Regions from separate parts of the Mus musculus genome. Here region 2 is linked to region 1. Evidence: chromatin contacts called from public Hi-C data. All regions are on one chromosome and are shown on one strand. The core of a region is the stretch at or near the end of the contact, and the rest is flanking DNA. Distances in the headings are between cores, read along the strand shown. Region 1 holds the start of Calm3 (calmodulin 3). Region 2 holds the start of Numbl (numb-like).

Region 1 (6,082 bases), core at 1,573-4,072:
AGGCCCACCCCCTGGTTCTGACACCCGAGGACACTGCTGCTGGCTGCGCCCAGAAAGTGAGAAGAGAATGGGCTTCTGGTTCCCAAGGCCAGCCTGTGCTGGGGGAGGGGAGGAAGAGGCCGAGGAGCAGTGGGGAGGACGGCTATGGAGTCCATCTGCTTTTCATTCTCTTCCACAGGCCTAGGCTGGGAAAAGCCAGCCCACTCAGGGACCTTCCCATCACACAGTGCGGTCTGCAAGAAGCCCTGTTCCCTTCCCCTCTTGGTGACACTGAAAGGTGGTGGGAGCAAAGAGGCCAAGGCAGGTTGTGGACGGAATGGCCAAGGGTGGCTCCGGAGTCTGCTATGTGCCACTTCTCCCCAAAGAGCTGGAAGCTGCAGAGGCGGCACTGTCACGGTTGCTGCAAATAGGCGTGGCTCTGGCTCTGTGGAGGGCCTGTCAGACACTCTCCCTGACATCCAGGAGCCCTTTCCCCTGCTCCACCAAGGAAAGGCCGCAGATACCACAGCAGGGCTGCTGGCCTGGGAAACTGATGGCCTACGAAGCAAGACTGCCTGCCGCTGGTGGCCCTTCCCAGCTTAGATCGTTAGCTTTCACCGCACAATAAGCCACTTGTCTCCAGTTTTCCAAACCTTCATCTCAGGCTCCAGAGAGGGGCTGGACAAGCCAAATCAGCTTGAGGTGAGGAGGGAAGAGGGGATTATTTCTCAGGCTTGCCCCAGCCCCCAGCAGGTGCCAGAAAGCAATGTTAAATGAGCTCAGAAACCAAGGCCAGGGCCCCTCACCCAGGGCCAAGGAGGAGCCACAGAGCTCAGGCCAAAGTCCAGGGCCAGTTACCAGGGACTCTTCCTTCCACACCTTGCTGGATACAAACAGGAAGAGAAAACCTGGTCAGGGCCAAAGCTGGGACCCTCCTTTGGAGGTGGGGAGTGGGGGTTGCTGGCAGCTGCCCAAGCTGTAGGGCCCCTTTAGCAAGGTTCTGCTGGGGGGCGGGGGGAATGGGGTGGCGGCAAGAAGAGCCCTCAGGTCTGTGTCAGCAGTATGAGATCTGATACGTGGTGGCGGCTGCCTGTCCTCCCCAGCTTTGCCAGGGAGGGTGGTGCACGCGGTTCCCAGCCTGAGGCTGGGGGAGGGGGGATGGTGGGGAGGGCTGGGGGTGTTGTGGGTGGCAGGACCAGAGGAGAAGTAATCTATTTTGCTTCTAGAAGCTTTAGCTTTGGGCGCTGGGGAAGAGGCCTGGAAAGAACAAGTGGCCCTTGAGTCAACGAGAGGGTCCTTGGAGGTCTTCTCTGGACAAGCACTGCAGCCCCCGCCCTGAGGGATGGAACTGGGCATCTGTCACTGACCCAAACGGTACTGTATTGCGCTGTCATTTGGCACAGTGAGGAGAAGCAGGTGCATGAAGCTGGAGGAGAAAGGCAGCCCTCCTAGCCTGGAAGGGACAATGAGGGGGCCAAGCTTCCTGGCTTAGCCATCATTTGATGCACCCCAAACTTTGACCCCAGTCCTGTATCATGCAGCTTCAGTGCGCAATAGGGCCCTGAACAACTCCGCCCACCTGCTCCCACTGCCTCAGTGCCTTCAGCCTGGCCCAGCCCCATTCTTGCCAAGGCAAAGGGAGCACACAGCTACTCCTTCAGGTCCTCTGCTGCAGCCCATGACCAAGCCCGAGTCATCAGCCTTTGTGTCGGGACCTTTCCCCGGAGACACCCACCTCTAAACCTAGTCCTACCTCAGCCACCATTCATTGTCTCCTACACTTCTCTAGAAGGCTGTCCAACCTCACCCCCACCACCCAAACTCAAGTCCTTCCCTAGCCCTCACCTTGGAAACCCCGTTTTTTCTCTGACCCAAACAAAACACGCCTTACAAACCCCAACCTCTCTTTCTAGTGCAACAACCTAGACCTCAGAATCCTTCCTAGCTACCCCCAACCAAGTTCTCCACAAGGCTCCCTGGTTCCCCACACTACCCGTGATCACATCCCCACTCCTTTAAAAACATTTCTGCGACCCCCAACTCTCCTCAGTCCCCTTCTGGGTCCTCACAGGCTCCAAGAGCATCTTCTAGCCTCTGCTGCCACCCACCTCGGGCTCCTCCTTACCTCAGCCTGCACCTGACCCTTCTCCTCTTCCTCCTCCTCTTGGCAATGCTTGTCCTTGGAGACCCCTCCCCCACCGGGGTCTACAGTGCACAAGTGACCCAGGATCCCCATCTATCCTCTCTGCAGAACACTCCCTAGGAACCGACCGGTCCCCCTCTCCGCTACCCACAGCCACCCCTCTAGGAGCAGCCTCCTGCATTCCTCCAGGACCCAAAGCCTTCATCGCCGGCGTTTCCTATTTCCTCCTCCCGGGGACCGGGTAGATGTGATTCTAAAACCAATCGCCCGGAGAGGGATCCGAATGCTGCCTGGGAGGTGGCGGGGGTGGGGATGTCCTGGAGCTCCTCATTTGAAGCCTCAGACTGTCTGTTTGGGGGTCCTACCAATTCCATCTGCTGCTAAAACCGCTTCTAGAAGTCCCAAGGGCCGCATGGGAGGTCCCGAGGGGCCCGGCCTCTCCCTCCCAGGGTTCGCTCGCCATCTCCGGGATGGGGGGGTCTCCACCCGACTTCAGCCGCCTCACTCACCATGGCGAGGCACCGGTATCCGGAGCTCGGGGATCGAGGTTACTCTGGCGGCGGCAGCAGCTGCAGCAGCTCGAGCTCCGCCGCGCGTCCGCGCCTCCACACTCTTTGCCCGCAGCGCGCGCCACCGCCGCCGCCGCCCGCCCCAACGGTCCCTCAACGGCCGCCGCGCGCGCCCCGCCTCGCCCGGCCCCGCCCCAGACGGCTCGCGCGCTCCCGCTGCACTGCGGCTTCCTACGGATCCCTTCGCGTCAGGCTCGTGCGGCTCGCCCCTTCCACAGAGCCCAGCGAATCTGCTGCCGCACGGGCACGCGCACGCGCGTTCCCCACCGCGGGGACTACTTTCGCTCTCGGCGCTCTCGGCCCCTTGCATCCGCTCCGCTTTCCTCTCTGGCGGAAGGGCACCGGTTTACGGAGAGTGACACGTCTCTGTGTGAGCCACGCCGCTATTGGACCCGCCTCGTGGCGGAAATGAGAACGCAACTCCGATTGGTCCGGCCTTCCCTGCAATGCGTCAAACTGGGGCGAGCCACCGCGCGGTGTGCGGGGGGCAGCACGACCTGTGTGGCTCTGTGGAGCCGCGAGGAATAGAGGGGCTAAGACGGAAACAGGGTGGATGTTGGAGAAGCAAATACGTTGTCTCTATGGCTCGGAAATAAAAATGGGTTGGGGGAAGAAGCAGAAGGACTTTCTTCTCTCTCCCTTTGAGCAGATACAAGATGGTTTAATCCAAAATCGTGGGGTCTAGGAGCCTGGCCTGAACCGGCTCTTCACAGTGGTTGGCTCTTCAAGGTTCCGCTGGTCTCCTGAAGGTTCCACCCTCTACGCGTACAATTTGCTGGGATGGCTGAGTGGGTGAAGGCGCTTGCAGGCAAGCTAGAAACTGTGAGTTCGATCACCGGAACTCACGTGGTGGTTTGGAGAACAGACTTCCACAAAGAATTGTCCTCGGACTTCCACATGCGCGCTGTATAAATAAGTTCAAACAAACAAACAAACACAAATCTAAAACACGCACAAAAGCAACATGTGGGGATCTGGACTTGACTCTTGATCTCAGGATCTGTACCCAGAACAATCTCTGGATGCAGAATGTTTTCATTCATTCATTCATTCATTCACTCATTCAGCCAATTAAACATGAATTGGGCACTGCTGTCTGCACAGATCTGGTGCCGGGCTGTGCTGGTGACATCACACTTCTCAACCATTCTCTTGTCACCTAGACAGTGTGACTCACTTCTTATTCTAGGGATTCCAGGCACAGAAAGAAAAAGAACTGTTGCTAAGGGCACCTGAGACAACTGTATTGTATACCATAGTGTATATACTGTACATTACTGTACAGAGCCCTCGTATAGGATGGGAGTTGGCATTTTCTTCCTTCCTTTATTTATTTATTTATTTATTTATTTATTTATTTATTGAGACTGTGTAGCCCTGAGCCCTGGTTGGCCTTCAGAATCAAAGGCATGCATCGACACTCCAGGGCAAGAACTGACAGAGAAGGGGGGTGGGGGGAGAGAGAGAGAGAGAGAACTTCTAGGGTCAGAAAACTTTTTTTTTTTTTTTTTGGTGGGGAGGGAGAGACTGGGAGAATATAGTCTTTCTGTAAATGCCGCCTGTGGACATCTCTTAAATCTGCTCTCAGGAAAGAAAATGTGTCTAGTGCAGAAGGAAATAAAACTGATAGAGCAGAGGCAGAGAGGAGGGAGGATCTTGTTGACATTGGTTTAAATGTCTGCAACCTGTAAACTGAGATTTACAACCTGTAGGTCTTGACCCCCTTGTGGCTTGCATATCAGATATCTTGCATATCAGATATTTACATAATGACTCATAACAGTAGCAAAATTACAGGTTTGAACTAGTAATCAAACAATTTTTTAAAAGATTTTTATTTATTTATTACACACAGTGCTCTGTCTGCATGTATGCCTGCAGGCCAGAAGAAGGCACCAGATCCCATTACAGATGGTTGTGAGCCACCATGTGGGTGCTGGGAATTGAACTCAGGACCTCCAGAAGAGCAGTCAGTGCTCTTAATCTCAGAACAGTATCTCCAGCCCACAATGAAATAATTTTATGATTTGGAGTCCCCAGTACTTGTATGGGGTTTTTGCAGCATTAGGAAAGTTGAGAACCACAGACTTAATGACATTAAAATGTGTTCTCTCTTTTTTTGAGTCAGGGTATCTTAGTTTGGTTTCTATTTCTGTAATAGAGGCCATTTCTAAAACCAGCTTGGGGGAAGAAAGGGTCTGTCTTAGTCAGGGTTTCTATTCCTGCACAAACGTCATGACCAAGAAGCAAGTTGGGGAGGAAAGGGTTTATTCGGCTTACACTTCCATACTGCTGTTCATCACCAAAGGAAGTCAGGACTGGAACTCAAGCAGGTCAGGAAGCAGGAGCTGATGCAGAAGCCATGGAGGGATGTTCTTTACTGGCTTGCTTCCCCTGGCTTGCTCAGCCTGCTCTCTTATAGAACCCAAGACTACCAGCCCAGAGATGGCACCACCCACAATGGGCCCTCCACCCTTGATCACTAATTGAGAAAATGCCTTACAGCTGGATTTCAAAGAGGCATTTTTCTCAAGGAAGGCACCTTTCTCTGTAATAACTCCAGCTTGTGTCAAGTTGACACCCAAAGCCAGCCAGTAGAAGTCTGTTTAGCTTACAGGCTACAGTCCTTTGCTTTTGTTTTTGTTGTTTTGTTTTTTTGAGACAGGGTTTCTCTGTGTAGCCCTGGCTGTCCTGGAACTCAATTTGTAGACCAGGCTGGCCTCGAACTCAGAAATCTGCCTGCCTCTGCCTCCCCAGTGCTGGGATTAAAGGTGTGTGCCACCACGCCTGGCTTGCTAAAGTTCTTCTTGAAGGAAAGGCAGGGCAGGAACTCAGGGCAGGAACCAGGAGGTAAGAGCTGAAGCAGAGACCATGGAGGACCCCTGCTCCCTGCTTGCTCCTTATGGCTTGCTCAGCCTGCCTTCTTAGGGCGTTCTGAACCACTTGCTCACACAGATCATCAATCCAGGAGACTCCCCAAACGCTTGCTCACAGGCCAATCTGATAGGGGGATTTTCTCAATTGAGGTTCCCTTTCTCAGATGAATCTAGCTTGTGTCAAGTTGCAATAAAACTAACCTGTACACAGGGTCTTACTATGTAGCCCGGGCTAGTCTTGATTCTCCTGCCTCAGCTTCCTCAGTGTTGGGATTGCAAGCACATACCATTAGTGTATAACTCTTTTTTAAAATTTTATTTATAAGCTGGGCGTGGTGGCACACACCTTTTTTTTTAAAATTTATTTATTATATGTAAGTACACTGTAGCTGTCTTCAGACACTCCAGAAGAGGGCATCAGATCTCATTACAGATGATTGTGAGCCACCACGTGGTTGCTGGGATTTGAACTGGGGACCTTCGGAAGAGCAGTAGGCACTCTTAACCACTGAGCC
Region 2 (6,082 bases), core at 1,944-4,443, about 10 Mb after region 1:
ACAGGCAGGGGAACCTATAATAGAATTGATAGATCCGTCCCGGGCCACCTCCCAAAGGCAGTGTGGTACAGTGTGTCGGGGCTGGACAGGTTCCTTCCTCTCCCTGCTCTGAGCCTGCCTCTTCTGCACAGGGACCCTGGCACCCAGTGACAGCAAAAGTAGTCCCCAGTGCGACAGATACTTCCTTTTCAGTCACAGTGCTGAGGCCACACAGTGACCCCATGCAGAACCCATTCCACAGATGAGAAGGCAGAGGCCCAGCTACAGTTTCTCTAGAGTCTCTAAAGCCAAGGGAGCTGTGGTGCTTCAATGCCTCCCTCTGCAGGACTGGACAGGAACTGAGCTCTGCAGCAAGCATCCTGAGTGCCTTGTCTCATGGCCAGTGCCGCTGCACCCAGCTCAAAGTCCAAGGGGGAGGATGGCCCTCGGGCAACCTAGGATGCCATTCCATCCTTGTCTAGTGTCTGGAGCCATAAACAGATGTGACACTCTACTCTGGGCCACCCATGTGGCAGCTTCCAGGCAGGTCTGCATTCCCACTGGATGACAGAGCCCCTGACCATTTCCTCCTGCAGGCTCTCCAGAGGGAGATAGAGCAGGGACAGAGTAGGGGGAGGGAAGCTTCTAGGTGACAGAGTGTACCCAGGTAGAGAAAAAGGTGACCCAGGTTGGGCAAAGTATCTCCTCCCCACTTCTCTCCCTCCCCCCTCTCCTTAACAGTGTTCCTTGGTAGTCCAGGCTGGCTTTGAACTCATAATAGTGACCCTGCCTCCTGAGTACTAGGTAGGTAGATATAAGTACTGCTCTACCCTTCTGGCTAGTATTTCCTATTATCTAGGCCCTCCCTTGTAGCCTGGTGTGATGGTACAGACCCCTAAGCCTTTAAATCCGGGCTAGTGGGGGCAGGAAGATCAGGAGTTCCTGGTTATCAGCTACACAGTGAGTCCGAGATAGTGTAGGCTGTATCAGACTCTGCCCCAAAGCAAAAACCAGAACCCCAAGCCTCCCTTGACCCACGGTGGGCTTTGCCCTCTGACATTCCAGGTGGTGAAGGCTGCAGCAGATGGAGACAGAGATCGAGTTCTACAGAAATCCCAGGACCTCAAGTTCCTTACAGGCTTTGAAACCAAGGTTGGTTGCCCCTGAGCAGAAGGGAGCTGGTTTGTTTGTGGCTGTGTTTTCTTTTGGGAACAGATGAGCCGCATAGCTCTAGTAAACAACTGGAGAAAGGGTGGGGATCTGGGGGGAGGTAGAGACTTCTATCCCAGGGCAGTGAGATTACTAAATGCACTAGCTTATACTGAGGAGCCCCGGGGTGAAATGGAGGGTGCTGCCACTAAGTGGGGGAGGCACTATTTATCTATTCTAGAGATCCTGGGTTTGAGGAATAGAGGGGTTACTTGCCTGAAGAAAGCAGGGGCTCCTGGAGACAGGGGGTGCTGTGGGTAGGGGGTGACTACTTACAACTCCCAGGGGATCTTGGGCCAGTAATGCCAACCTTCCAGCACTGAGCCACGCCCCCTAGGCCCTCACTGGTGAATTCTAGGCAAGCTCTACCAGTGAGTGAGTCACGCGGCAGCCCTTGCAGCTTGCCTCTTCAGAAGTAATCAGAGGACATTATGTCCGTCTGGATGCATCTGCCATCCCCACCCTAGGCATTCTCTGACGCCCACGTCGAGGCAGTGATGATCCTGGGGGAGCCCTTTGCTGCCTCAGGCCCCTACGACTTTGGGGCTGGAGAGACTGCTCGCCGAATACAGGGCCTCATCCCGGTATTGCTTCGGCACCGGCTGCGCCCACCGCCTGAGGAGACCTATGCTCTACACCGCAAGCTAGCTGGGGCTTTCTTAGCCTGTGCCCGTCTCCACGCCCACATCGCCTGCCGGGACCTCTTCCAAGATACCTACCACCGCTACTGGGCCAGTCGCCAGACACTGCCGCTGCCAGCAGCCTCCTGACTAGGGACCTCCCTGCCGACCCCACCATGACAGATTCCATCCAGGGATACCAGCTCCACAGCAGGCAGTCCCCTCCTCCTCTTTCTTGGTCTCCAGAACCTAGTTTCTTGCCTTGGATCTTTGGGCCCCTGGAGTTAGCTCCCTGATCCTAAGTGAGCAACCTTGAATTCTGAGGCTAGGAGCCAGCAGAATCCTGCCACCATCTAAGTGAGCCTTGGGTCCACTCTCATGTGAAGGAGACGCCCCTCGGCCCCAGGTCTTCCAGGATCTGCAGGGGAGATGGTGGCTGTTGGGGGCGGTCCTCACCTTTGCCTCCCTTGCTCCTCTACCAGCTGCCTTCTTCCCGGGTTCCAGCCTGTGTATTGGAGGGTGGGGGTGGGTGCTGATCCTTTCCTCCGAATAAAGGCACCCTTTCCCTGCCCCCAGTTCTTTTCTCTCTGTGCTAAGGGGGAGGAGCTCACAGGCAGCTCCAGGTGCAGATGGCCAGACCCCCCACCCCACCCCCTTGTCTAGGGCCATCTGTTGCAGGGAACCTCCTCCGCCCCCCCCCCCACGTGCTGACCACCTGCTCCAAGGGCTGTGGCAGCTGAGAAGTACCCTTCTATCACATACTCGCCCCCCCCCCCACCCCCCAGCTTCAGGCTCCCTCCTGTTCCTGACAACCTCGCCTTTGCTAATGGGCCCTAATGCCCCTAACAGCTGCTCTGCCAAACCTACAGGACAGGGGTAGGGGTGCAGCTGAGTCCAGAACTAGGACCTGGTCTAACCCAATGCCCACTTCTCGCAAGCCAGAGTGATCTCCCTCCAGGACTCCAGGGTCTGTTTCTTTTCCTTCCCCTCCTCTCCCCTCCCCTCGCCTGCAAAAAGTGCCTCGTCACCGCTTCTGCCCGCCCCCGCCGGGCTGGGAGAACCGTGGGGTTAAGCAAGATTTGAGGACGAGGCGCCTCCCAAAGCAATTCTTCAGAAGCAGAACCATAGGGGATCTGAGGTCAGGGGTTATGGAAGCAAATAGAACCTGCGCCTCAACCTGAGAGGCACTCCTCTAGGGATGCGTGCAGGTTCCCGCAAGGCCAGACCAAGGGGCGGGGCGGGCCGGCCTTTGCTTGGGAGGAGACCCGGTAGTGTTTATGTGGGGGCGTGGTCTGCGGGAGGGCGGGGTTATCTTTTGCATATACAGCAGGCGGCGGGCCAATGGGCGGGGTCGGGGCGGGGCGCCGAGGGAGGGATGCTCCCCCGCCCCCGGAACGGAATCCTCCCGGGAGCCGAGCTGGCTCGCGCGCTTGCATCCCGCACCAGCCGCCGGCCCCGGGCCGGGCCCGCGTCAGACCGAGCCGCCGCCACCACAGCAGCAGCAGCACTCGGGAAGCCGGGCCCAACCGGGGCCGCGGGAGGCGGGGGCGCCCGGGCCCTGGATGTCCCGCAGCGCGGCGGCCAGCGTGAGAAGGGCGGGCTCGGGGGGCTCGGGCCGGGGGCGGCGCCGCTGCTGATGTGGCGAAGGGTGGGAGGCGGCAGCAGCGCCCGGATGGAGAGAAGATGCCAAGGCTGGAAAGGGTGGTCCTGGGTGGGGGTCCGGGAACAGGTTCCTGGCAATCCCAAACCTGCCAGACTGGGGTCTGGTCCAGCACAGGCCATCTCTGCGAAGGCCCTGAAAATAGGGATCCTGGAATACAGATTCCCCCCAAATCATGGACAGGGCTACATAAATTCTAGGTAAAACTCCCTGGGCAAGGTTTGGCGTTCAGGGTCCGGATACGGTCCCCTTTATCAAGCTGAGGCCTTAACTGAGCCGATTCCAGACAAAATCAGTACTCTTCCCTGCTAGAGGGTTTCTTTGAGCACAACAGCCCCCTGGGCGATGTCTTGAAGATGAAGTCCCTGGATAGAGCTGCCAAGGCTAAGGCTCTGGGGGATGGGGGGGCGGTTTCCAAGTACTGTCTACTCCCTGGGGTCCTGGATCCAGCCTGTCCCCCCAAGCCCTTGGGCGGTGTCCCAGGCAAATCCCCTTCTCAGAACAAGGTCTCTGTGTCTGAAACTCCACCCCAGCGTGAATAAAATAAGGAGAATTTCAGGCATTCCCCTACCCCACCTCCACCCCATGCTTAGTCAGGGGTCTCAAGACATTGGTCTCCTAGGCCACCCCTTTTGTCCCTAGGGCTGCTCAGCGTCTAAGAGAGGCCCCACCCGGAGACAATGCTCAGCTTTCCCTTGCCCCCCAGGCTCCAGGATTCAGCCTGGGCTGGGGGCGGCTCCCCAGAGACGGGTGGAAACCTGTCTGTAGCCTCTGTGGTGACCAGCGGCTTTGTGTGGTTGTGTGTGTGTGTGTGTGTGTGTGTGTGTGTGTAAGGGTTGGGGATGTGGCTAGAAGTGTGATCTGGTGTTTGTGTGACTGTAGCTGTGTGTGTGCTTGCATTACAGCTGGCAAGGATGAGGTATCCTGCGTTGTCTGCCTGCATGCTTGTGGTTGGATGTGGTGATGTCTGGTGTGTGTGTGTGTGTGTGTGTGTGTGTGACCGTGGATGTGATGGCAGCCGTTCACTGTTCAGACTCCTGTACTTTTTAGACTGTGTTTAAATAGATATGCATATGTCTTTTTGTGAGACCCTGTGTGTATGTACCTTGGTATGTGTCAACATCTGTGTTGGGTTTGAGGTTGGACTTCTGTGTGGCTGACTGAAGATGTGGGTGGAGCTGTAACTGTGTGTAAGTAGAATTGTGACTCTGACCATGTGTGACACAATGTTGTGCTTATGTCTGATTTTTGTACTGTGTTCATTGCGACTCTGGGTGTGCGACTGCCATTGTATTTGAAGTCACATCGTGCCTGTGGGGCTGGACCTCTGGGAAGGCAGTGTATATGACGGTGGTTGTGTGTTCCTTGCCATGTCTGTGTATGTGACTGGGGTTGCATAAGTGACTGTCCACCTAGCCGTGTGACACCGAGTGTGCACTACAGCCTCCTGTGTGTGATTTGAGTTGCGAATCTGACTTCTCTGAAACTCTAGTCTATTACAAAAGATTAATTGTGTGGGACTCAAGCTGTGGATGTTGCCTGTGTGCCAGGGGTGTGTATGGGATTGGCTTCTATTTCCTCTGTGTGTATGTGTGACCCACTTACCTGTTACCCTGGGTGACTCCATGCTGGTGTCCTAGACTGTGAAAGTGTGTGTGCATATGTGCCTATGTGATCTGGTGATGTCATGACTGTGCACATGGCCATGTCTGGGACCATATTTTCCTCTATAAGCAGTATAATGCTGTAAATGCTGCGTGTGGGCCATTCCGTTTATGCGTATACCCAACTGTGTACTTCTGGTGTGGGGAACTGAACGGTGTGTGTTAAGTGTCTATGGGTGAGGTTTTGAGTATTAGTGAGGCTGTGACTTTGTATATCTGTCCACGTGCCATGCTAGTGACTGATTACATGTGGCCACATTCTTGTCTATGTGACGTGAATCCTCATGGAGACTGTTTATCTGTGATAGGGTGACGTGGTAGTGCTGTGTGTGGGACACCAACGTGACAGATGGCCGGGCACCGTGGGCACTGATGCTGAGTGACGGCATACACAACTGTTTCTGGAATGTATGTGACAGTCTGAGGGCAGCCATCCTTGCTCCTCTCCCCTCCCCACTCCCCTCTTTGGCTGCTTGCATGCTATGTCTGTAATGCTCAGGCTGTGGCCATCAGCATCTGTACTGTGTAGCTGTGTATAAAGACTAGTGTATACACAAGAGTGGCTGTCACAGAGGACTATGTAATGGATATAATGACCAAATGTGTGTCACTAGTATTATGTGACGCTGAAAGTATGGCATCCAAAAAGGTGTGTTGGTGTGGCTGCCACTGTCTGAGGTTGAGTGGTCCTTGTGTATGCTGGGATGGGAGGTAGGGGTGCTTATTAAGACCAGTGTGTGCCTCAGTCCAGGTAGGCATGGGGGCATATGCAGATGACACTGTGTCACTGTGTGACCAAATCGGTGACCACTCTGGATGTGTTTCTGCTAGTGTGGCTGCCTGAGGAGACACAGCTGTCATGAAGTATAGCTGGACATGTATCAGCCTTTTGTGTGTGCCTGGCCCAAGTCATTGTACATAGTTAAGAAAATGAGTGAACAATATCAGCT

What was found. A called contact is a pair of places that touch in the nucleus more often than the background predicts.
Region 2: a contact with region 1 is called in a Hi-C map of B cells, with 5 read pairs. The contact joins the promoter of Numbl here to the promoter of Calm3 in region 1. A contact is called at or near these places in 1 of 39 promoter capture datasets (cranial neural crest) and 1 of 484 Hi-C or Micro-C datasets (B cells).

Annotation. Positions count from the first base shown.
Region 1 is chr7:16,921,210-16,927,291 of GRCm38.p6, forward strand. Calm3 (calmodulin 3) reads right to left here and starts at 2,823. Exons shown (of 6, transcript NM_007590.3): 1 at 2,632-2,823. The coding sequence starts at 2,634. It overlaps Gm45972 (predicted gene, 45972), which reads left to right and starts at 464. Exons shown (of 3, transcript NR_165470.1): 1 at 464-681; 2 at 1,206-1,353; 3 at 2,231-3,309.
Region 2 is chr7:27,255,568-27,261,649 of GRCm38.p6, forward strand. Numbl (numb-like) reads left to right here and starts at 3,194. Exons shown (of 10, transcript NM_010950.2): 1 at 3,194-3,394. The coding sequence starts at 3,371. It overlaps Coq8b (coenzyme Q8B), which reads left to right. Exons shown (of 15, transcript NM_133770.2): 14 at 1,045-1,131; 15 at 1,656-2,382. The coding sequence ends at 1,958.